Linked DNA regions of Mus musculus: regions 1, 2, 4, 5, 6 and 7 are each linked to region 3. The links are chromatin contacts, called in public Hi-C, HiChIP or PLAC-seq and promoter capture Hi-C maps. All regions are on one chromosome and are shown on one strand. The core of a region is the stretch at or near the end of the contact, and the rest is flanking DNA. Distances in the headings are between cores, read along the strand shown. Region 1 holds the start of Syt14 (synaptotagmin XIV). Region 2 holds the start of Hsd11b1 (hydroxysteroid 11-beta dehydrogenase 1). Region 3 holds the start of Plxna2 (plexin A2). Region 4 overlaps Lamb3 (laminin, beta 3). Region 5 holds the start of G0s2 (G0/G1 switch gene 2). Region 6 holds the start of Hhat (hedgehog acyltransferase). Region 7 holds the start of A730013G03Rik (RIKEN cDNA A730013G03 gene).

Region 1 (2,700 bases), core at 199-2,698, 1.6 Mb after region 3:
TCAGTTCTACAGAGTTAGGATAACAAGCATGCTACTTAAAAAAAAAAAAAGGTGTGGATTGAGCTCAAGCTCTCATGCTTGTGCAACAAGCACTTTATCAACTGATCCATCTCCTCTACCCCTGCAGCCAGTTCTCTATATGATGCCTAGATCAACAGATATTCACTGGACTAGTCAAAACATTAAAGAACAGGGTCAGGGAAAAGTCTCAGAAGGTAAAGATGTTTGCTACCAAGCCTGGCTGACAACCTGATTTTGATCCCTGGAGGTCATATGGTGATGAGAACAAACTTCTGCAAACTGTCTTTTAACCTTCACACGAAGGTCCTGCCCCAATAAATAAGCAAATGTAGAAAAAAAATGTTAAAGAATCGATGCCTATTGAGCATCAATCGACTGAGGGAGAAGTTATATAAAAGCAATGAAAGGCAGTTTCTGCTCTAGATTACAGTCCAACCTCACATAATAAGTGGAAAATATTTTCTTCTTTGTTTCTGTCCTTAATATAGCCACCTGTTCTAGGAGTGACCATCTTCTCCACAAGGAAGAATCACTAATCCCCTATCCTTCTAGGCTCCTCCATCCGGCCTTTAAAGTACCCAAACGAAGCGGGATAAACAGTGGAGAGGGGCTGATTAGGTAGCTAGTTTGCTCGGGGTTGGCTTTTGGGTGTTCACATGCTCAAGGGCTTGCAAACTTAAAAATGGGTACATGACATGCATTTCAGGCCCTTTGTCAAGACGTCTGTGCAACACCTACAATTGTGTGGCTTCAAATGTGTGCTTGCAATGCATAGACAAATGGGGAACTCGTTCCTCCAAGGAGGCATCAGGCTCCTGTGGAGTTGGGTCACATTAGAAATGAGGCTGAAGAGAGAGAGGGAAGGAGGGAGAGACAGAGACTATCCTCACGATCCCTCTTTCTGGTTTGCTGTGCCACGAAGCTGTCTCTACTGGCTGGCTGAAATCTGAGGTGAGTGTTCAGGCAAACCAAACCAAACTGAATAGATCTTCGCTGAGAGGGAATCTGGCACCTCCTGGGTGCGGAGACCTGTCCGTGGTCCTGACCGCTTGTCCAGCCGCTCTGGAAGCCTGGTGAAGGCTGGCTGCTGAGGCTGCTCTCTGCTCTGTCTGCACCTGTTGGGAACGCCCGCCTGAGACCCTGCACTGGCTGGGGGAGAGGGGGTTGGGGGAGGTGAGGGCGTGGCCAGCAAGAGGCGGGCGTGGCGGGTCAGGGTGGTAGGCGGGGTTGTGGATATTTCGGGGGCGGGGCCTGGGAAGGTAGATGGGAATGGGTTAAGTCGAGGTTGTGGGCCAAACTATAGTTGTTGCGAGGGGCGGGGCCTAGAGGGGCCGGGGGCGGGGCGGTGTCACGTGCCGACGGTGCGCGACCGTGGAAGGTTCCGCTTCCTGCGCCGCCTGCTCCGGAGCTTCGACCCCACCCCGCCGCCCCGCCCCAGCTCCTGGAGGCCCAGCTGCCTGGCCCCGGGGCGTTCCCGCCCCTCTGGCCCGAGGCCTAAGAAGAGCAAGCTCCAGCACTTACCCCCGCTCTCCCTGCGTGGTTGGTGCGGTCCATGGCGAGCGCATCATGGCGATCGAAGGTAAGTGGAAGGCAAGCGATGCGCGGAGAAGACGCCCCGCGAGCGAGCGCAGGGCCCAGGAGGCCGAGGTGCGGGTTGCGGGTCCGGACTGTAAGGGAAGCTAATGCGGGACACCGGCCTAGGCGCGGCGTGCGGCCCTCGCGAGCACTGGCCTACACACTTTGGGCGCTGAGGTACCGAGTGAGATGCTCAGGCACTAAGGCTCTGAAGTACTGAGTGAGATGCTCAGGTACTAAGGCTCTGAAGTACTGAGTGAGATGCTCAGGTACTAAGGCGCTGAGGTACTTAGACGCCAACTCGCTCAGTCTCTGAGGTGATAATGAGGCGCTGAGGTTCTGAGGCACAGAGGAGACTTAGGTACTTAGACACTGAGGTGCTGAGTCTCTGAGGTAAATGAGGCGCTGAGGTTCTGAGGCACTGAGGAGACTCAGTTACTAAGGCGCTGAGGTACTGAGTGAGATGCTCAGGTACTAGGGCGCTGAGATACCGAGATGCTGAGGTGAATGAGGCTCTGAGGTATTGAGAAGCGCCGTGCTGTTCGGCAGCGGGAGGCTGCCCTTGTGGGATCCGCTCATCCTGCTGCTCCTGTCGGGCTTTCTGGGCCGATGATAACCACGCTGTCCCCTTCGGTTGACGGGTATAGGGGGGCCAGGACATCTTCGTGAGGTCAACCCTCTTATCTGACCCTCACAATTGCTTTTTTCCGGGGAGAGGCAAATGCCTATTTATGACAAACGCACCCAGAAGATTGGCAACAGAAATGTTTCACAAGTAGCTTGATTCGAATTGGGTAAGGTAAGTGGTACCGATGTGTATTTTCCTCTTATTCTGAGAGCATGGAGTTGGAGTGGAGTGGAATTTGCCTTGCTTTTAAGGAGCATATTGTGCAGTTAGTATCACACAGGTGTGATGCTTACAGCATCTTGTTTTCCATTTTAGATGAGCTCAGTACAAAAAAAAGGATTTCCAAAACTTCCCTGCGTGACCTGTACAGAGTACCTGTAGCTGAATCATTACTTGCCTACATTTAATGTGTTCCCCCTCGCACAGTAATTCCCTTAGGTGACTGGTCTCTGTTAGTATACACGCCTGGGGGCTTC
Region 2 (2,700 bases), core at 182-2,681, 1.4 Mb after region 3:
CAAACTCTGAATGATTCAGATCTTTCCCATCGTTGATCCCCAATCTCTCCTCATAGGCCAGACACTCATTCTTGACATTCCAGCTTCTCTACATGCTCTGCAGTTACTCACAGTTCAGGATTGGCTTTGTTCTGGGTGATTTTCATGACACGGGTGGCAAGTTTTAAGCTGAAAAACTTAACTGTGGTGTGTCTTTAACTCTTTGAGGATTATTCTTTAATAAAATCTTGCTACACATAAAAGAAGGTGATTATTTCTGCCTTGTCATAACGACACATTTTTAATTGCTAGAGTGTCTCTTGTCTTGATGCTCCTGTTGGATCGTTTTTTACCTGGGACTTGGATGCTCTATGCTAGTTTTACTTCAAGTACATCCCTTGGAACTTTATGGCAACAGGTATGGAATCCCAACTCTTTGGGAGGCTGAGGCAGGAGGATCGCAAGTCTGAGGCTACAGAGCAAGTTCCAGGCAAGCCTGATCAACTTAACTGAGACCCAGACTCAAAGTAGAGGTCAAAAGGTTAGCACTGCAGCTTATGAGCGAGCAGTGTGGCTATAGCCAAAGATGGTCTAGATCTTCTAGTCTGGCCTCCTTTTCTCAGCATCCTCTTCTGTTCCTCGCTGCTCCACAGCATTTGCATAACCCAGTTTAACAACCTGCTGCCTTTCTTCCCGTTTTGGGGCCCATTGTTCCTTCTTCATTCTCTGTTAAAGTAATAAGGGTGAGCTCCCTTGCACTTGCCTGAGAGTCTTGAACTGAGCTTGGGTTTCCCGCCATCTGGGTCTGGCTGGGTTGCAACTTCTCTTTGATGTTGTAATGCTTTTTCATTGAACTGGAGTGTGGGGCTTATATGGCTTGTTTGCTTTATTCTTTTTTCTCCTAAGACATGCACATTTTTTTTCCCTTGAGCTTATTTTGCTGTTTTGTGTTCTTATTTTTAATTGCTTCTGACTGGGGAGTGGGGCCAAGGGTGAGATTTGGCTTGAGTTTAGCTCTATTTGATATCATTCATATTTCCCCAAAGCCCCACATGCTCAGGGGTTCTTAGGTGCTGTTTCTCTCTGTGTGTATCTCTGTCTCTGTCTCTCTTTCTCTCCCTCCCTCCCTCTCTTTCTCCCTTCCTCCTTCCCTCCCTTGCTCTGCCCTCTCCCCCTCCCTCCCTGACAAGCCATTCTTGCAAGGCCATTCTGCCGTGTGCAAAGGATGTCGCAGTAGGAGATGCTCAGGAACCCAGCCCTGCACAGTCATGAGCCTGGCCATCTGGAAGTTGCCTCTTACTCAATGAAATGGAGTAAACATTGTCCATTATGAAATCCACCACGCAGGCTGCCAGGGACGAATGGGATCCCACCCAAAGCCAATCGTTGCTCTGACAGGGAAGTTGGCTAGTGCTGCCTGAGACTACTCCAGCCTCCCCCGTCCCTGATGTCACAATTCAGAGGCTGCTGCCTGCCTGGGAGGTTGTAGAAAGCTCTGCAGGTTTTCTTCGTGTGTCCTACAGGGCGCCCTGAGCCAGGTCCCTGTTTGATGGCAGTTATGAAAAATTACCTCCTCCCGATCCTGGTGCTCTTCCTGGCCTACTACTACTATTCTACAAATGAAGAGTTCAGACCAGGTGAGTACCACTGTGTCTCATTTGGAGAAACAGGCTTAAAACACAGAGGTGCTGGAATGTTCCTAAAGTTCTAGCTGTGTTCTTGATCCCTACATCACTGATTCAAACCCTAATGTTGAATCTGTAACCCTGTATCCTCCAGCCACAGACTGTGGGCAGGAGAGGACTGGGAGGGGGTGAGCCTTACAGCCAAGGAGGTCATGCTTTGCTGGACCTACAGCATGGAAAGTGATGTCAGATCTACAGAAGGGAAGGTAGTACCCAGACACAGGGCTCATCCAGATAGCTGTGTTCCATGGAGATACTGATAGCCGAGAATCAAAAAAAAAAAAAAAAAGGGTTATGAAGTTGATGACTAAGTAGATGGGCTGAAATCTCTGTGAACACATTTTGTGATGCTCTTTTAAATTCCCTTTCAAGTTAGCAAAATTAGATTATGACAAAAGGGTTGAACTTGGGTACTTTCACCAAACTCTGACCTCTCTGGCCTTGTCTCTATGATCTCTGCGTGTGGAGATTTTTAGAAATGATAGCAGGATGGCTCGGCTCTGGACATCCAGGCCAAACCCATGTTTGAGAGCCTGTTTATGAATAACCGCAAGTGCAGCTTCAGTGGTTACAGCATGAGATAAAATGATCTGGGCTCACAACCTCTAAGTATGGAAAGCAAGACAAGGCTTTGGGGACACTCACGGCTTCTGTGGTTCCCCAGAAATGCTCCAGGGAAAGAAAGTGATTGTCACTGGGGCCAGCAAAGGGATTGGAAGAGAAATGGCATATCATCTGTCAAAAATGGGAGCCCATGTGGTATTGACTGCCAGGTCGGAGGAAGGTCTCCAGAAGGTGAGTGTTCTGTGTCCCCCTTATAGTCTCACACTTAATGTACAAAGTCTTGCCCCCCCACCCAATACACACACACACACACACACACACACACACACACACTTGCATGTGTTTGGTGTTGGTAGCCACAGAGTTCTTTGACTGTGTATGTTCATAGTTGTACCTGTTCATACACATTGCCCTTGTGCAGATACATGTATTCAGAGACTGGGGTTCCTGTATCTGCTCATGCATTTATTTA
Region 3 (2,700 bases), core at 137-2,636:
GATAGCCCTTCCTAGGGCAAGGGTCATGTTAAACAGGTGGGCATTTTTGAGGGCCCTAGGAATGACATTTTCAGCTTTTGACATACAGCTCAAGATGAACATTTACGAAGACTACCTATGAGTAAAAGAAACTGGAATTTTCTAAGATCCTATCACTTCGTGAGGTAGGGCAAAAAAGAGTACATGGAGGGAAATGAGCTTTAAGGAGCCTCTTGGACTCTGGACAAACTCCCACTTCAACCAGCACCACTGTTGCTCAAACCAAGGGGGCTGGCCCCAGCTGGGCACTATGCCATGGGGGATGGGGACAGGAACACTTAACTACAGTGCTTCCAAACCGTTCTCACAGATTCCCGGAACGCACGCAAAGGATGCCTTCTCCTTCCCGGTGATTCCCAGTCTACTGAACCACTGGAACAGCCAGCGGCCACCCGGGACTACACTGCCTGGTGAACGCCCCCCAACCGGCCTCCGGCCATAGTCGCTCCAGGCTATCTTGCTAGTGCCACGGAGGCCCTCTCTGGGCTCCAACCCTGGGACGACCTCGTCGCTCAGGCGCTCCCCAGAGCTGCAGACAGCCGGCAGGTGCGCGCTATAAGCGCGCCACGGAGCGCCGGAACCACCAGAGCCGCTGGAGTCTATGGCCCGGAAGCCTGGACAGGAGACTGCAGCTGCGAAAGTGGCGGATCACGCGCGTATACTCGCCGCCACAACCAAGCCGGGGCCGGGGCCGGGACCCCAAGGGGACCTGAGGAGGCTGCGCCGGAGGAACCGCCGCGGGAGCGCGCTCGGGGAAAGGGCGGAGGGCGCTGCTTACCCAGCTCGGCAGTGTCTGTCTGTCCCTGCGTCCCCTCTTCGTCCGCTCAACTGGCGGTTGCCCAGGGCAGCGTGCGCCCAGTCCTGCCTGACGGGAGTCACACTGGCAGCCAGTTCCACATGTAACCCAGGATCATTAAAATCCTCGGCCCGCGCCGGCCGCTTGCCTGTATTCCTGGGGTGGCCCCCGAATGGTTCCTCGCGTCTTCGTCCCAGTCGCTTGTGCGCAGGGACCCGGTTGTGAAGGGGCGTGGGGTCCCGCAGGGTCCCTCCGGGGCGGCTCAAAGCCGGGTGTCTTCAGTTTTCTCCAGCACGACTTTCCGGGCTGCTCTGACATCAGCGATCCCGCGCTTCCTTCCCTTCTGCTCCTGGCTTGCTCGGCCCTATTTCCTCCAGGAACCGCTGCCAGCTCTGTCTGCGACCGGGCCCATAAGCTCCCCGCGGCTCCACGGCTCACGGGTCCACCAGATCTGATCGCTCGTCTTCAGCTGAAGGATCCCAGCAGCTGCTCCAGCCGCCCCCACTCGGCTCTGCGCGGACAGTGCTGCGCGCAGCGCGGCTCAGCTCAGCTCCGGTGGCGGCGCCCTCAGCCGGCCTCCTATATTACCGCTCAGCTCATTATCATAGAGGCCGCGTTAACCCCCTCCCCGCCCACGCGCCCCGCCCGCGCAGACCGAATACCCTAGCTGGTCCACCCAAGAACCCGGCAGAGCTACGGCTCTGCAGGCGTTCTGCTCGCTCAGTTTGGACCACCAGACACTGTCAGTAGTCAAGGGCCCAGAAAGGTTGTACCAGGGTCTAGGGACTCATGTCTTGGGGCCTGGTAAGCCAGCTGGCTAGGCTTCGGGAGGGGATCAGAGTGATGAGAGCACCCCATCCCCTCGCGTGGCGTCACCTGTCACCAAGCAAAGCCTCCCCTCCTTTCTCTTCACCTGTGAGCTAGGGGTGAGTGTGGAGGGACATATATTACTGATGGGCTTGAGATGGGGTGTCGGATTTCGGAACAGCAAATTTCTCTACCCTACAAATTCTAGAAAGCCAACGAGCTGTCAAAAGAGGTTTGAAGTTGTTGATAATTATTTCTACATTTTAAAGAGGAGTCTGGCTTTGCATCTCCGGTTTCCTGTTCCATTGGAAAAGGAGGTAGGGGCTGACTCGGGTGGGTGCTGTGGAAACCATAGTACCAGGAGCGTTTGCATTATCCAGACCCGCGAGCCCGCCTCGTACTGGAGGCAGAGGGTAATGGCTAGAAGATTAAGACAACTTTAATATCCCCAGAAAAGAGGATTTTTCAGTCCTGGTTGCTTCCGCGCTCACGGGTCTTGATTCCTTGGTTCGTAGTCTGTGAATCTGCAACTGCGGCTACGGCTTTCCCGCGAGGGCCTGTGCAAGCTATACCCCTGCAAGGTCTCAGGGTCTTCGAATTCCCCGATGGAGATTGAACACACCGAGTTTACTCAACACATCAAAGTGTCTGACAAATGTCCCCTACTGCCCTCTTGTGGCCATACTCTTCACCGGTATAAAAAGAAAGAGGGATGTGGGATGCTTCTGAAAGCATATAAAAACAGTTGACTGAATTCTCAGTAGGAGAGAGAGAGAGAGAGAGAGAGAGAGAGAGAGAGAGAGAGAGAGAGGAAGAAGAAGAAGAAGAAGAAGAAAGAGGAGGAGGAGGAGAAGAGAAGAGAAGAGAAGAGAAGAGAAGAGAAGAGAAGAGAAGAGAAGAGAAGAGAAGAGAAGAGAAGATCACTTTCATCAACTATATTAGAGACACGGGATTTTGGGATGTAGAGTTGGCTGTTTGGTAGTTTGGTTGGTTTGGTTTTCTTCACTATGTATCTCTGGCTGTCCTGGAACTCCTTACTACAAACCATAGTGGCTAAG
Region 4 (2,700 bases), core at 172-2,671, 1.3 Mb after region 3:
GAGCAACAGACATTACCAGAAGCATGCTGTCTCATTCACACAGAACCAAGCAGGGCTCGTGCTGACCCTCAAGATGACCTTGGGGGAACCCATAGCACAGAGAGCACTCTGGGAAGGACCCAACTTCTCCAGCTCTCTCAGCTTAGCTGCCATGGTGATGAGAGATGTGCTACTAGCTGAAATGCCTGGGCATTTAGCGTCATCTTTTCTGGGCAAGAGAAGACTAGGGCAGGAGGCCCCCCTAGACCCTATTTGGTCCTTGGCGAGGGAGTGTGCCCTTCCCCTCACTCTGCCCCGCCTCATATGCATATTTTCCACTTCATTCTGCCTGTACTCAGCACATGTCCGGAGGAGAGACAGGGCCAGCTGCCTTCTGGCAAACGCTGTCACCAGAGCTCCCCACCCCAGGCTGGGAGCTGAGCCCATCCCTTGCTGGCCATGGCAGCACGTAACACAAGGCTCTTTCTTTCTTAGCCTAGGACATTTTACAAGGAGCCAGAGATGGTAGAAATGGCCTTGGTGCTCCGAAATGACAGTTATGTAACTATTAAAGAGTTTATAGAAACTGTGCAATTGTATGGGGAAATGATTACATTATTATGTTTTGTGGGTTAAAGGTAAGCTTAAACTCATACATACAATATGATTTCAGATATAGTTTTTAAGGAACAGACTATGTTGGGAAGAAAATATATCAATATAGTAGGGAAAACACACACACAAAATTGCCAATATTTACCTATTTCAACTGAGAAGCATATAGATCAGTTTATTATCTCTCTAACAGGATTTTAGGTGGCTTTCCCACTTTTCGTTAGTTTGTGATATGTTTAAACTTTTATATAATTGGTATTGACTTTTATATGTAGGAATATAGACAGGATTATAAATAAGATATGTTAAAGATATTCGGTGTCAGTGTGGGCTCGTTGCTCTGAGCTGTCTCAGTCATAAAGACTGCACGGGGGCCTCGAATCATCTCCACCACCCTCCCACGTGAACAAGTACTGATGAGGGATCAGATGGCTTCCTGGGCTCATACACTACGAGCTTCATGTCTGGTAACACGGCTGAAGAGGGAATTGGCTTTGCACTCAAAGGGAAGCTAAGCCCCAGCTTCAGACAGGTATTTTAAGCAGCTCTGCTGTTGACTCGCCAGCAGGATGGGCCTGAAATAGAACAGCTACAATAGGAATTCAATTGAAGACAAGTTGTGTGCCTTCCCCCTGGCCTCAGTTTCCCTTTCCGTGTAATGTGTGTATATGTTAGTGTGTGTGAGTCTCTTCTCACAGGCCCTATGTGCCCCTTTCTCTACAGCAATGGCTGTTCCCAGCAGCTGCTGACTCCCTCCCTGGGTCACGTAGCCAGCATGTTCCCTGTGCGCTATCCAAGGGATGCTGCATTCTTATCAGTCCAGCCTGCCAGGCCTCCAGCCAGTTTGGCTCCTGCTTTCTCTCCAGCTGGAGAGGCTGGACTTTCTCCTGGAGCCTTCTAGAATCTCAGCAATCTGGCTGAAAGACAACCCCTTCCAGAGAGCTAAACTAGGGCAGAGGAATGAACAAGAGCCTATGGGCCTGGATCACAGCAGAGAAGGAAGGAGCGTGCATTGGAAGGCTCTGAAGAACAGTAGGCAAGAATAGGAAAGCAAGCTCTGATTAGCCAAGATGTAGTCCCTTCAGGGATGATCTAGGGGGCTGCTTTGTTTTCATCAAAGCTATCTCCAGGGTCTTGGGCACTAGCCAAGGCCCAAAGGAGGAAACCAGGGACAAAATAAAACGAACCAAAAGCCCTGCTGTCTTGGAGGAAAAAAATCTACAAAAACTAAAAAGGAAATAAAAGTAAAGAAAACACACGTCTTCATGTCAGCTTCATAAGATACATGTGATGCTAAGTTGTCCCTGTTATGACATGGGTTAAAACTCCCTGGACCGAGCTTATCATTCCAGAAAACCACAGAAGCCTGGGTGTCAGCAGGACAAAAGAATCAAGAGGAGAAGACACTGACCAGAGGTCTGATGGGGAATCTGGCTCTCAGGAAAGGAAGAGTTGTGGGAAGCCAGAGAGGGCACCCCACAGCCCTTCCTCAACATGGGGTTGATCAGTCTCCTGAAGTCTCCCTAGAACCAGTAAAAGGCTAAAGTCAGGGCTGGAAGCAGGTACTTGGTAGGAAGAGGCTCCAGGGCAGTTAGCCATTTTCAACTTCATCTCCTTTCTCGTTCAGAGCAAACTGTTTAGACAGCTCTATTGCTGTCTAAACTAAATCGAGAAAGGCGATTTTCCAAAGCTGATTATAGAGCCCAGGTTCACCACATACCCCCAAATTACATTGCAGTACGCCTGCTCTCCTGAGCACTACCGGCATACCTTTGGCTCACCCTTCCAAGACCTCTGATGGGAACATACTACATCTTACATGGTGAGTATCCCCAGTGTACTGGTCAGGAAAGCTAGATGGATGAAGCAGAGACTCATGTACCAGGCATCTGACTCCATACTACCCTGTGCAATTCTGACTAAAGGCATACAGAGGTCATACGGCCACCACTACGCACGAGACTAAGTAGATTTTCTAAACACTGCTCTCCTCTCCTCTTCACCCAAAAAGGGCAGATCCCTCTAAAGCAAAGATGTCCCTAGTGCCAAGAGTGGGAAATCAATTCTACCCCTGACAATGGCTTTCTAAGTCCATGCTGTGGTCAC
Region 5 (2,700 bases), core at 128-2,627, 1.3 Mb after region 3:
TTTGCAATTTTCTGGCCAGTTGGTTCCCCTTCCTCCCCGCCCCACCCCCTGCTTCAAGCCCTTTGGCCTACCTCTTTCCCTACTTTGTTAACTCAGGTACACCGATAGCCACAGCTAAATTATAGCCCACCCCACCCCCACCCAGGGGATCATATTTAATCTTAATCTAACCAGCTTCCAGAGAGTGTCCTCCGTCCTGGATCCCCACTCTAAGGGCACACTCTCCCAAACCTGAGAAGGGTGGCATGGAATCACTGTAAGAGGGTGAAATACTTTCATTACAGACAATTTTTTCCACGGGCCTTCTTTAAGGCTTACCGCCAATTTCACTTCTCAAGTAAACATAGAAGAGAAGGCAATTTGTGTGTGCGTGTGTGCATGTGTGTTGTGTACAAATATATATGACCCACACAGCCTAACACATACTAGGCAAGCACTCCACCACAAAACCACATCTATAACCCTCTATATTTTGATTTCTGACACAAAATCTCAGTTTATTCAGGTTATGCTCAAACTCACCATCCTCCTGCCTCTTGCTGGAATTACAGATATGTGCTTTGGGTTTAATAACTATTCCCTGTAATACAGAAATAACTATGGAAGCACCTTACTGAGGCTAATTTATTGTCCTCCCTCTCCCCCTCCCCCTCCCCTCCCCTCCCCTCCCCTCCCCCTCCCTCTCCCTCTCCATGTCTCTCTCTCTCTCTCTCTCTCTCACACACACACACACACACACACACACACACACACACCTCTATGCATTAGAAGAAACTCTCAAACCCTCAAAGAAAATCTTTCTATTAGGTAACTAGCAATGTTCCCGCTGTTCTCATGTCTTAGCAAAACCTAACAGCCAAGAAAGCAGCACTCTGGAAGAACATTCTACTCCCTGGAGGTACGGTTTTTCGATTTGGTTTGCCTGCTCACTGCAGGTTCCCTCTGTTGCCTTCCCTTCCACCCACACCCTCCCTGACTGGTGAGAGGTGACCTTTCTGAACGAAAACGAACCCCAGATTCCCTCATTAGGGTCTGTCTCTGTTCCTCCTGGACTACAGGGGAGCTTGGGCCAGGGAACAGAGCAACAGACAAGACTAGAAAGTGTGTCCTGTAAGGGAAGCACGCCACACCGTCACCTGGTGGTCTCCTCTTCAGCTGCACCCTGAAGTGGTGCCTTGGGCTTTCAGTTTTTGCAGCACCAGCGGGCTAGGGTCTCAGGGCGCACACAGCAGGGGCGTGCACTACTCGTGGTCACCTCCCTGGTCCCCCGCAGCGCCCCTCCCGTTCTTCCTTTCCACCCCTCCCCACCCCCACCCCACCCCACCCTCCCCCTCCACCACCACCCCCCGCTGCCACTCCCGCCCCGCTTCTCTTTCTGCAGTCAGGGCTCAGGCCAGTGAGCCAGGAGGCGGATCCCGGACAAAAGATATAAGGACTCTGTTCACAGAGCGCTGCAGCTGCGGAGTGTCCCTCCCAAAGAGCAGCAGCTGAGGGAAGAAGAACGCCAAAGCCAGTCTGACGCAAGGACGCCTGACCTTCTCCAGCAAGTGCTGCCTCTCTTCCCACTGCACCCTAGGTGAGCCTCCAGGCCCGGGAACCGAGGGTGGGCAAGAGACACCAGACCCCCTCCCCCAGCTGCCTTCTCCCCTGGGCTCGAGTTCCCCTAGTCAGCAGCCACCCCCTTTCTGTGTTTAGGGTTCCCTGTTCTCTGCTTCTTTCCCTCACCCGAACTCAACCCCATTCCTCTCTGCTAACTCTGCAGGCCCAGCCACCCACAGCCCAGAGCTCAGATGGAAAGTGTGCAGGAGCTGATCCCTCTGGCCAAGGAGATGATGGCGCAGAAGCCCCGAGGGAAGCTAGTGAAGCTATACGTGCTGGGCAGTGTGCTGGCGCTCTTCGGTGTGGTGCTCGGCCTAGTTGAGACGGTGTGCAGCCCTTTCACAGCCGCCAGCCGTCTGCGCGACCAAGAGGCTGCAGTGGTGGAGCTGCGGGAAGCGTGTGAACAGCAGTCCCTCCACAAGCAGGCCCTGCTGGCAGGAGGCAAGGCACAGGAGGCGACCCTGTGCAGCCGGGCCCTGTCCCTCCGGCAGCACGCCTCTTAAGGCCGGTGACTGACAGAGAAGGGAGACACAGATCATGACCCAGGTGGGCAACAGAGTCACATGCTGTTTCAAGGTGCCACCGAATCCAGAACTGACCCCACACAGATCACCTAAGGGGTCTGGGACTGATTTGCTGCTGTGCAGCACGCACTGTGATTTGCCCTAGGCTGTGCGAGCAATCAAGGAGCTATCACTTTGCATTAGAGAAGGAGACAGGCTTTTTATACAGTTATTTTTATTGTTATTATTATTATTGCAATGACTATCGTTTTGCATTTTGAAATAAAAACCTTTTATACTCTATCTCATTATTTAATTCTTGGGAGGTGAGATGACTCTCTCACCCAGAACTGTGGCTAGTCCTGCTTCATACCTGGGGCTTGAATACTGCCTGGCACAAGACAGTTCTACTCACACAAGAGTGAAACTCTAAACATGGTACAGGAGTTAGCATTTTTTGGATCACAAGATAAATCAATTTCTGACCTTGAGTGAGAGAGAGAGAGAGAGAGAGAGAACCAGTGGATTTCTAGAGCAAAGAAAAAGTTATTTGTCTTTTACTCCATTGTGCTGGAGATTCCTATGGCTGATCTCTCTG
Region 6 (2,700 bases), core at 105-2,604, 1.8 Mb after region 3:
CAAGTAAAGCCCATTGTTACATTGTTCTCTGAAAGGCAAGTTAAACAAACAGGCCGACTAGAAAGTAGTCTTGAGTGACCTCAATGTATATTATTAACTTCACCCGAGAAGCCCAGCAAAGCTTCCAGTCTCTTAGAATATAAGATAATTTTGTCAAAATACACTCCCACACTCAAGTCTCTTGTCTACGTGCAACTGGATTCTGATGTTTCCATCAACTGTTTTAAATCCACGTGTACTAAGAAGTACCACTTGGAATATTCCCCGCCGGCACGTTCTTCAGCTCATTGCTTAGTCTTGCTTTGGGCTTTGGTATTGTGGGTGTTCTGCATGTGAGGCAAGGCTCCACCACTGAGCTGTGTCTCCTCTGCCAATGCTTACTTTTACATTTTGAGACAGTTTGTCAAAATCACTCTGTAGCCCTGGTTTTGAACTTCGGATCCTCCTGTCTTGGCTGTATAGCTGGGTCACAAGCCTGGAGTATTTTCTCTTACACAGATGTTTCTGATTTACATTAGCCAAACCTGACTTTATTTTATGTCTTCAAATGAGCACTGTGCACATGTAGAAAAGAGTTAGACTTAAATGGCATTGAACCCACAGTAACAGGCCATTTAGAACCTGACACAGAAGAGGACCACCTCTTCTGACTGTCCCAGAGCAGAGCTAACACTTTGGCACCTTCTGGGCCAAACCCTGGGCTTTATTACAGTGACCAGACTTGTCAGGTACCAAGGCACACTGTTATTACAAATATACAAGACATATATGTTGTATGCATGTTGGGTGCTCTCCTGAAGAGGCCAGAGCAAGGCTTCCACATCTTCCTCTTGCCTCACCTCATTTTTGTGGTGCAGGGTCTGCATTAGCCTCTAATTGGAGGCTTCCTGTTTAGACTAAGGCAGCTGGTCAGGATCTAGGGGTTCGATAGAGTCTCTACCTTCAATGACGGGGCTACAGGCACACCAGCCATGCCTGGCTCTTTACTTCAGTGTGGGGATTAAACTCAGATCCTAACACTTGCATAGCAAACCCTTACTCACTGAGCCACATCTCTCCAACCCCCAGGAACTGTTAGAAAGTATATTACGTCTTCCAAACAACAAAGGCCATATGATACCAAGAAAGTATTAACTTGGCACCCTGTGTTTTTATTTTGGGCAACCTGGCACTCCTGGTCCGGCTGTTTTAGTTGGTGCTGGGGAAGGTGGAAGTGAAGATGATTTTAAAGTCGGTTTTGCAGAGATTTCTCCAGCTCTATTTAGTCTGCCCTTCACTGGTCTAAGTCATCTTCCTGTAGCAGGGCAGGCCGTACACACCCCCGCCCCAGACTCATTCCTTTGGGGACCGGAAGAATCCTGGAGCCTGAGGTTCTGGTGGGACCCTGTGTAATGATTCGGCTCCAGTAAATGTACAGAGCCCTGGCCAATCCTGCGTTCGGGAACCCGGGCACAACATCTCAGGCCAGGCGCTCACCCCCGCGGCCTCTGACCCGCGCTGTGCTCGCGAGTCCCTCCCGGGCCGCGGCTCAGCGCGGCGGGGTGCAGGGACGCCTTCTCTCCCGCTCGCCCAGCTCTGCACACTGCGATCCAGGTGATTTCGCCCGCGCGAGACAGACAGGGGAAAAGCCGTGCATCGGGGGCGCGCGTGGAGAGCAGGAGGGGGCGTGGGTGGTGAGGCCCCGCAGGGTCAGAGGGCGCGCGGGGGCTGGCGGCGGGCGCGCGTGGAGCTGGCGGCCGTGCAGGGGCCTGTGGTTGCAAAGGCTGCCACGACTTAACCTGCGCGGAGACAGGGGGCTGGCTGGGGTGCCGCAGCAGGTCGTGGGAGGCTCGCCGCTGACGTGGGGGAGAAACGCAATAGCGTTTCCGCTTCCCGTGTCCGTGTCCGCGTGCTGGAGGGCGGCGACACAAAGGCACGGAGTCCCGGGAACCGAGAACCCTGCTGCTCCCTGCAGGAAGGGCGCCTACAGGCCCTCCCCACGCCCCCACCCGGCCCAGCTCAGAGATTTCTGTTTTCTTCGTGGTGTGTGTGTGTGTGTGTGTGTGTTGAAATTGGGCCAACAAACCCGTGCAGCAAATGTTTAACCACCGAGCCCCAGTTCTCAGTTTAAAGATCTCTTTCGCTTTCCAGAAACTCTCTGGACTTAGTTTCCCTCATCTGTTCAGTGGCAAGACTGGGAGACACCAGTTTTTATGCAGGCTCTCCTCCCCCAGATTCAACAGCTATTGGCCGCTTTTAGATCAGGGCCTTCTACGTGTGGGGACTGACAGCGTTATGCAGTGTGTCTGCTCCGTTCAGTGTGGTGTTCTATTATGTAGAGCTGAGCATCTGCTCCAGTGCCACAGGACGCGGCTCAGGGAAAGCTTTGAAGGGCTGTGCGCTTTCACTCAGGGTCTAGAAGTCCATTCTTTCTGGCTTCTATTCTTCATGTTCCGACTTCCCTGTGATTTCTCTCCCCGTAGGATGGTTTATGTGCTGGCTAAGGACAGTTCTGATGGATGTGTTGTTTTGACAGCACCCCAGAAAGACAAGCTGTGTTCTCCAAGACCCTTCAAGGCCACCAGCACCAATGAATTGTCTATGCTAGGGGCTGGGGTTTGGAGCCTTCTTTGGGGACAAAGGCTTTACCTGGTTTTTACTTGGCTTTCTCTTGGAGAGTCACCAGCTGAAGGTGAGGTCAAGGCCCTGGTTGGCAGTTGG
Region 7 (2,700 bases), core at 187-2,686, 1.8 Mb after region 3:
CGCTGTACCACCAGCCCCAGGAATGAGACTCTAGGAATACCTGCAATTTGTATCCACTGAGAGTCATGGAGGAGCCAGAACACCAGTCAGTCAGTGGCAGGTTTTCCCAGAGAGTCCTAGAGATATGCCTGTCTATCAACAAGCCAAGGAAACGATTCCTCCCAGGAATCGTCCAGCTTGTTGAACCAGTGGGTTTCTTGGAGTAACCTTACAGGCCCATAGGTGGTTCAGGAAGACCTCTGACTAAATGTTGCACCTTGTCAACCTTCTACCTCTTGGCCACTTTGGCACACCTGGAGGCTATGTGCATCTGGGGGCCAAGGGTGACTGGAGTCTCAGATGAGGGTCTGCTGTCTTTTCCTTCCTTGTGTGGCTCCTAAGGGTGACCGAAGCCAGTGATTGAGGATGCCAGATAAAGGAAACTCTTAGCTTGCCCAGGGACACCAGGCTGGCCAGCTCCAAACTCTTGCTTCTCACAGTTTGAAAAACCAACAGCTGAAGGAAAAAAAGATCTATTTTTCCATGGCTATAATTCAAACCAGTAAGAGCCTGCAGGCAGCCTGACCTTCACTGGCTTTAGACAAGATGGCTATACACAATGAGGGTGGCATGGGTCGCTGTTGGAAATTGTCACTGAAGAATCCTAAAGCAACCCCGATCATTTGTCCATGTGAGTGTTTCTTGACATGGAAGTTGTAAGAATTCATTCACAATTCCAGTTATTATTATTATTATTACTACTACTACTACTACTATTTTTTTGTTTTGTTTTGAGACAGGGTTTCTCTGTGTAGCCCTGGCCATCCTAGAACTCACTCTGTGGACCAAGCTGGCCTCGAACTCAGAAATCCGCCTGCCTCTGCCTCCCAAGTGCTGGGATTAAAGGCGTGCGCCATCACTGCCCGGCTTACAACTCCAGTTATTATAGATCTAAGCTTAACTCAGTCATTCTAGTATCGTTTAATCTGTTCTCCCCACCAAGTGTGTAGGGGGAGGGGGGAAGGGTGCGCGCGCGCCTGCACGCGCTCGCACTGCCCATGACTGTTCTCCTATCCTGGAACTACATTCCTGCAGGCAGATTTGCTCCCCAGCTCAATACATTACCCCATCCACTCCCAGCCCATTAGCCCTGCACACCCGGAGCCAGCCAGGCATGTAGCGCTGCTGCTCCCGGCACAAAAGTCCTTCGCCTCTCCGCACCATGCAGGCGGGGACCCTGAGCCTCTTCCTCATGTTTATGCGTAATAAAAAAAAGCCCGCGTTCCCTCTGCAGCTTTATGAAGACAGTCCTTGCAGCTGTGACTGTAACTGGATTTTTTTCTTACCAGCTAAGATTATGGTCCCATAACCCAATTAGTGTCATTTGGTGGTGGTCCAAGTGCCTCTCCTGCCCGGGTTTTAATTTGGGGATCCCCGGAGGCTGCACTCCACATCTGTAGCGGGCCTGCTCCTTCTCTCCCGGTATTTACTCGAGGTTTATGGCGGGATTAGCTGTGTGGTCTGGAAGCGGCTGTCCTCTTTCATCCTCACGGGTCTGGAGCCGCCCAGAAGCCTTTTACTTTCCATCCAGCCCTGGCACCTAGAGGGCAGGCAGTCCCGGCGACTGGAAAGCATCAGAGCTCGCTCCGCAGGCCTCAGAAGCGCGGTTTCGCCGGCATGGGGGGAGGTGCTGCTCGCCCCGCAGCGTTCACTCAGCGGGACTAGCCCGCCCCATCCACATAGGGTGCACGGTCCTCCCCGCCCCCACTCACGGGCTGGCGAGGGCTGGCGGGGCTCCGGGCGCCCATTGTGCAGGCAGCTGGCACCAGCTGGGAAGGGAATTAACATAACAAAGAGCCGGAGCGAGCGCCGCGCGGCCGGGCGGGGGCTCTGCAGAGCGCCCGGGGCTGGAGGAGCGCGCGGTCGCCGGCTGTCGTGCACCGGGGCAGCAGGCCTCGCGAGGCACAGACAGTGGGTGCAGGCGTATGTCGGTGACGCCGTGTGCATGTGCGTGCATGCGGGTGCGCGCCTGCCTGGGACTGCGTCCCCAGGCCTGGGATGCTGATGCCCCTGCCTCAGTTCACCTGCAGAGGTTGGGCACTCACGCGCTCAGCATCCTAGCGTCCAGATTGGCCTTCTTTGAAACCACAGTCCTTTTAACTTTCATCGCCTGTTCTCAGCCGGGTCCACACCTCGGAACTACCAGGGGAACTTTCCCCGGGCCAGGCCTCACTCTATACTCCAGACCTTTTTGGCTTGGCCTAGGCCTCCAACAGTTGACAGAAGCGTCAGCACTGGTTCTATCTGTCCCGGGCTGGACACCCCAGGGCGCGCCCTGACCCCGACCAAGGACCAGAGCGAGAGGCCAGGGCCCTACCGGGAGCCCTCGAGTTTGAGGCTTTAGAGCTTGGCCTTCGTCTCCCCTGGCTCAGAGGGTCAAGGACACATTCCTGCTTAATGCTTCTGTTGCAAGCTTTCGACTGGACAGCCTCACCTCGCTTATTGCTAAAAGCCCATGGGAAGAAAGATGGGAAAGCTCAACTGAACTATAGGCAGACAGATGGATAGACAGATAAAAAACAAATCGCTGTGTTTAGACTACTGCCAGGCCTCCGAGGCCCCTGGAGGTCTCCTGTGGGGACTGTAAAAGGAAGTCAAGGCTCAGCAGGACCCGCAACTCGCAACTCGAAAAGCGGACAGGGCCCAGATACGCTCGGCCCC

Evidence for each region. Promoter capture Hi-C pulls out the DNA fragments that hold promoters and counts their contacts. A called contact is a pair of places that touch in the nucleus more often than the background predicts. HiChIP or PLAC-seq counts read pairs in DNA pulled down with a chosen protein or histone mark.
Region 1: a contact with region 3 is called in an H3K27ac HiChIP or PLAC-seq map of embryonic stem cells, with 7 times the contacts expected there. The contact joins the promoter of Syt14 here to the promoter of Plxna2 in region 3. A contact is called at or near these places in 1 of 39 promoter capture datasets (hippocampal neurons) and 1 of 115 datasets of contacts at active chromatin or transcription factors (embryonic stem cells).
Region 2: a contact with region 3 is called in a Hi-C map of cerebellum, with 1.9 times the contacts expected there. The contact joins the promoter of Hsd11b1 here to the promoter of Plxna2 in region 3. A contact is called at or near these places in 2 of 39 promoter capture datasets (hippocampal neurons and stem cell-derived epiblast-like cells), 1 of 484 Hi-C or Micro-C datasets (cerebellum) and 4 of 115 datasets of contacts at active chromatin or transcription factors (astrocytes, embryonic hindbrain, embryonic midbrain and 1 more).
Region 4: a promoter capture Hi-C map of hippocampal neurons shows a contact between it and region 3, with 7 times the contacts expected there. The contact joins the enhancer-like site here to the promoter of Plxna2 in region 3. A contact is called at or near these places in 3 of 39 promoter capture datasets (the 3T3-L1 cell line and hippocampal neurons), 2 of 484 Hi-C or Micro-C datasets (the HL-1 cell line and cortical neurons) and 6 of 115 datasets of contacts at active chromatin or transcription factors (astrocytes, embryonic forebrain, embryonic stem cells and 3 more).
Region 5: a contact with region 3 is called in an H3K27ac HiChIP or PLAC-seq map of SST interneurons, with 4 times the contacts expected there. The contact joins the promoter of G0s2 here to the promoter of Plxna2 in region 3. A contact is called at or near these places in 3 of 39 promoter capture datasets (the 3T3-L1 cell line, embryonic stem cells and hippocampal neurons) and 5 of 115 datasets of contacts at active chromatin or transcription factors (SST interneurons, astrocytes, embryonic forebrain and 2 more).
Region 6: a contact with region 3 is called in a promoter capture Hi-C map of stem cell-derived epiblast-like cells, with 2.5 times the contacts expected there. The contact joins the promoter of Hhat here to the promoter of Plxna2 in region 3. A contact is called at or near these places in 2 of 39 promoter capture datasets (the 3T3-L1 cell line and stem cell-derived epiblast-like cells).
Region 7: a promoter capture Hi-C map of hippocampal neurons shows a contact between it and region 3, with 2.8 times the contacts expected there. The contact joins the promoter of A730013G03Rik here to the promoter of Plxna2 in region 3. A contact is called at or near these places in 2 of 39 promoter capture datasets (the 3T3-L1 cell line and hippocampal neurons).

Annotation. Positions count from the first base shown.
Region 1 is chr1:193,034,523-193,037,222 of GRCm38.p6, reverse strand. Syt14 (synaptotagmin XIV) reads left to right here and starts at 1,448. Exons shown (of 8, transcript NM_181546.3): 1 at 1,448-1,600. The coding sequence starts at 1,588.
Region 2 is chr1:193,241,091-193,243,790 of GRCm38.p6, reverse strand. Hsd11b1 (hydroxysteroid 11-beta dehydrogenase 1) reads left to right here and starts at 1,431. Exons shown (of 6, transcript NM_001044751.1): 1 at 1,431-1,616; 2 at 2,329-2,459. The coding sequence starts at 1,529.
Region 3 is chr1:194,618,515-194,621,214 of GRCm38.p6, reverse strand. It overlaps Plxna2 (plexin A2), which reads right to left and starts at 1,386. Exons shown (of 32, transcript NM_008882.2): 1 at 818-1,386.
Region 4 is chr1:193,314,907-193,317,606 of GRCm38.p6, reverse strand. All of the region lies in intron 3 of Lamb3 (laminin, beta 3), which reads right to left. Among named protein-coding and RNA genes, the nearest start is that of Lamb3, 14 kb to the right of the region's middle. Within about 2 kb of position 1,421, at least 95 of the 459 cell types and tissues checked have an H3K27ac peak or open chromatin away from gene starts, as enhancers often do. A contact at or near this core is called in astrocytes, cortical neurons, hippocampal neurons and 1 more, where this site is marked.
Region 5 is chr1:193,271,865-193,274,564 of GRCm38.p6, reverse strand. It overlaps G0s2 (G0/G1 switch gene 2), which reads left to right and starts at 1,377. Exons shown (of 2, transcript NM_008059.3): 1 at 1,377-1,576; 2 at 1,763-2,405. The coding sequence starts at 1,791. The coding sequence ends at 2,102.
Region 6 is chr1:192,769,873-192,772,572 of GRCm38.p6, reverse strand. Hhat (hedgehog acyltransferase) reads left to right here and starts at 1,354. Exons shown (of 12, transcript NM_144881.4): 1 at 1,354-1,593.
Region 7 is chr1:192,833,949-192,836,648 of GRCm38.p6, reverse strand. A730013G03Rik (RIKEN cDNA A730013G03 gene) reads left to right here and starts at 1,436. Exons shown (of 1, transcript NR_155503.1): 1 at 1,436-2,700.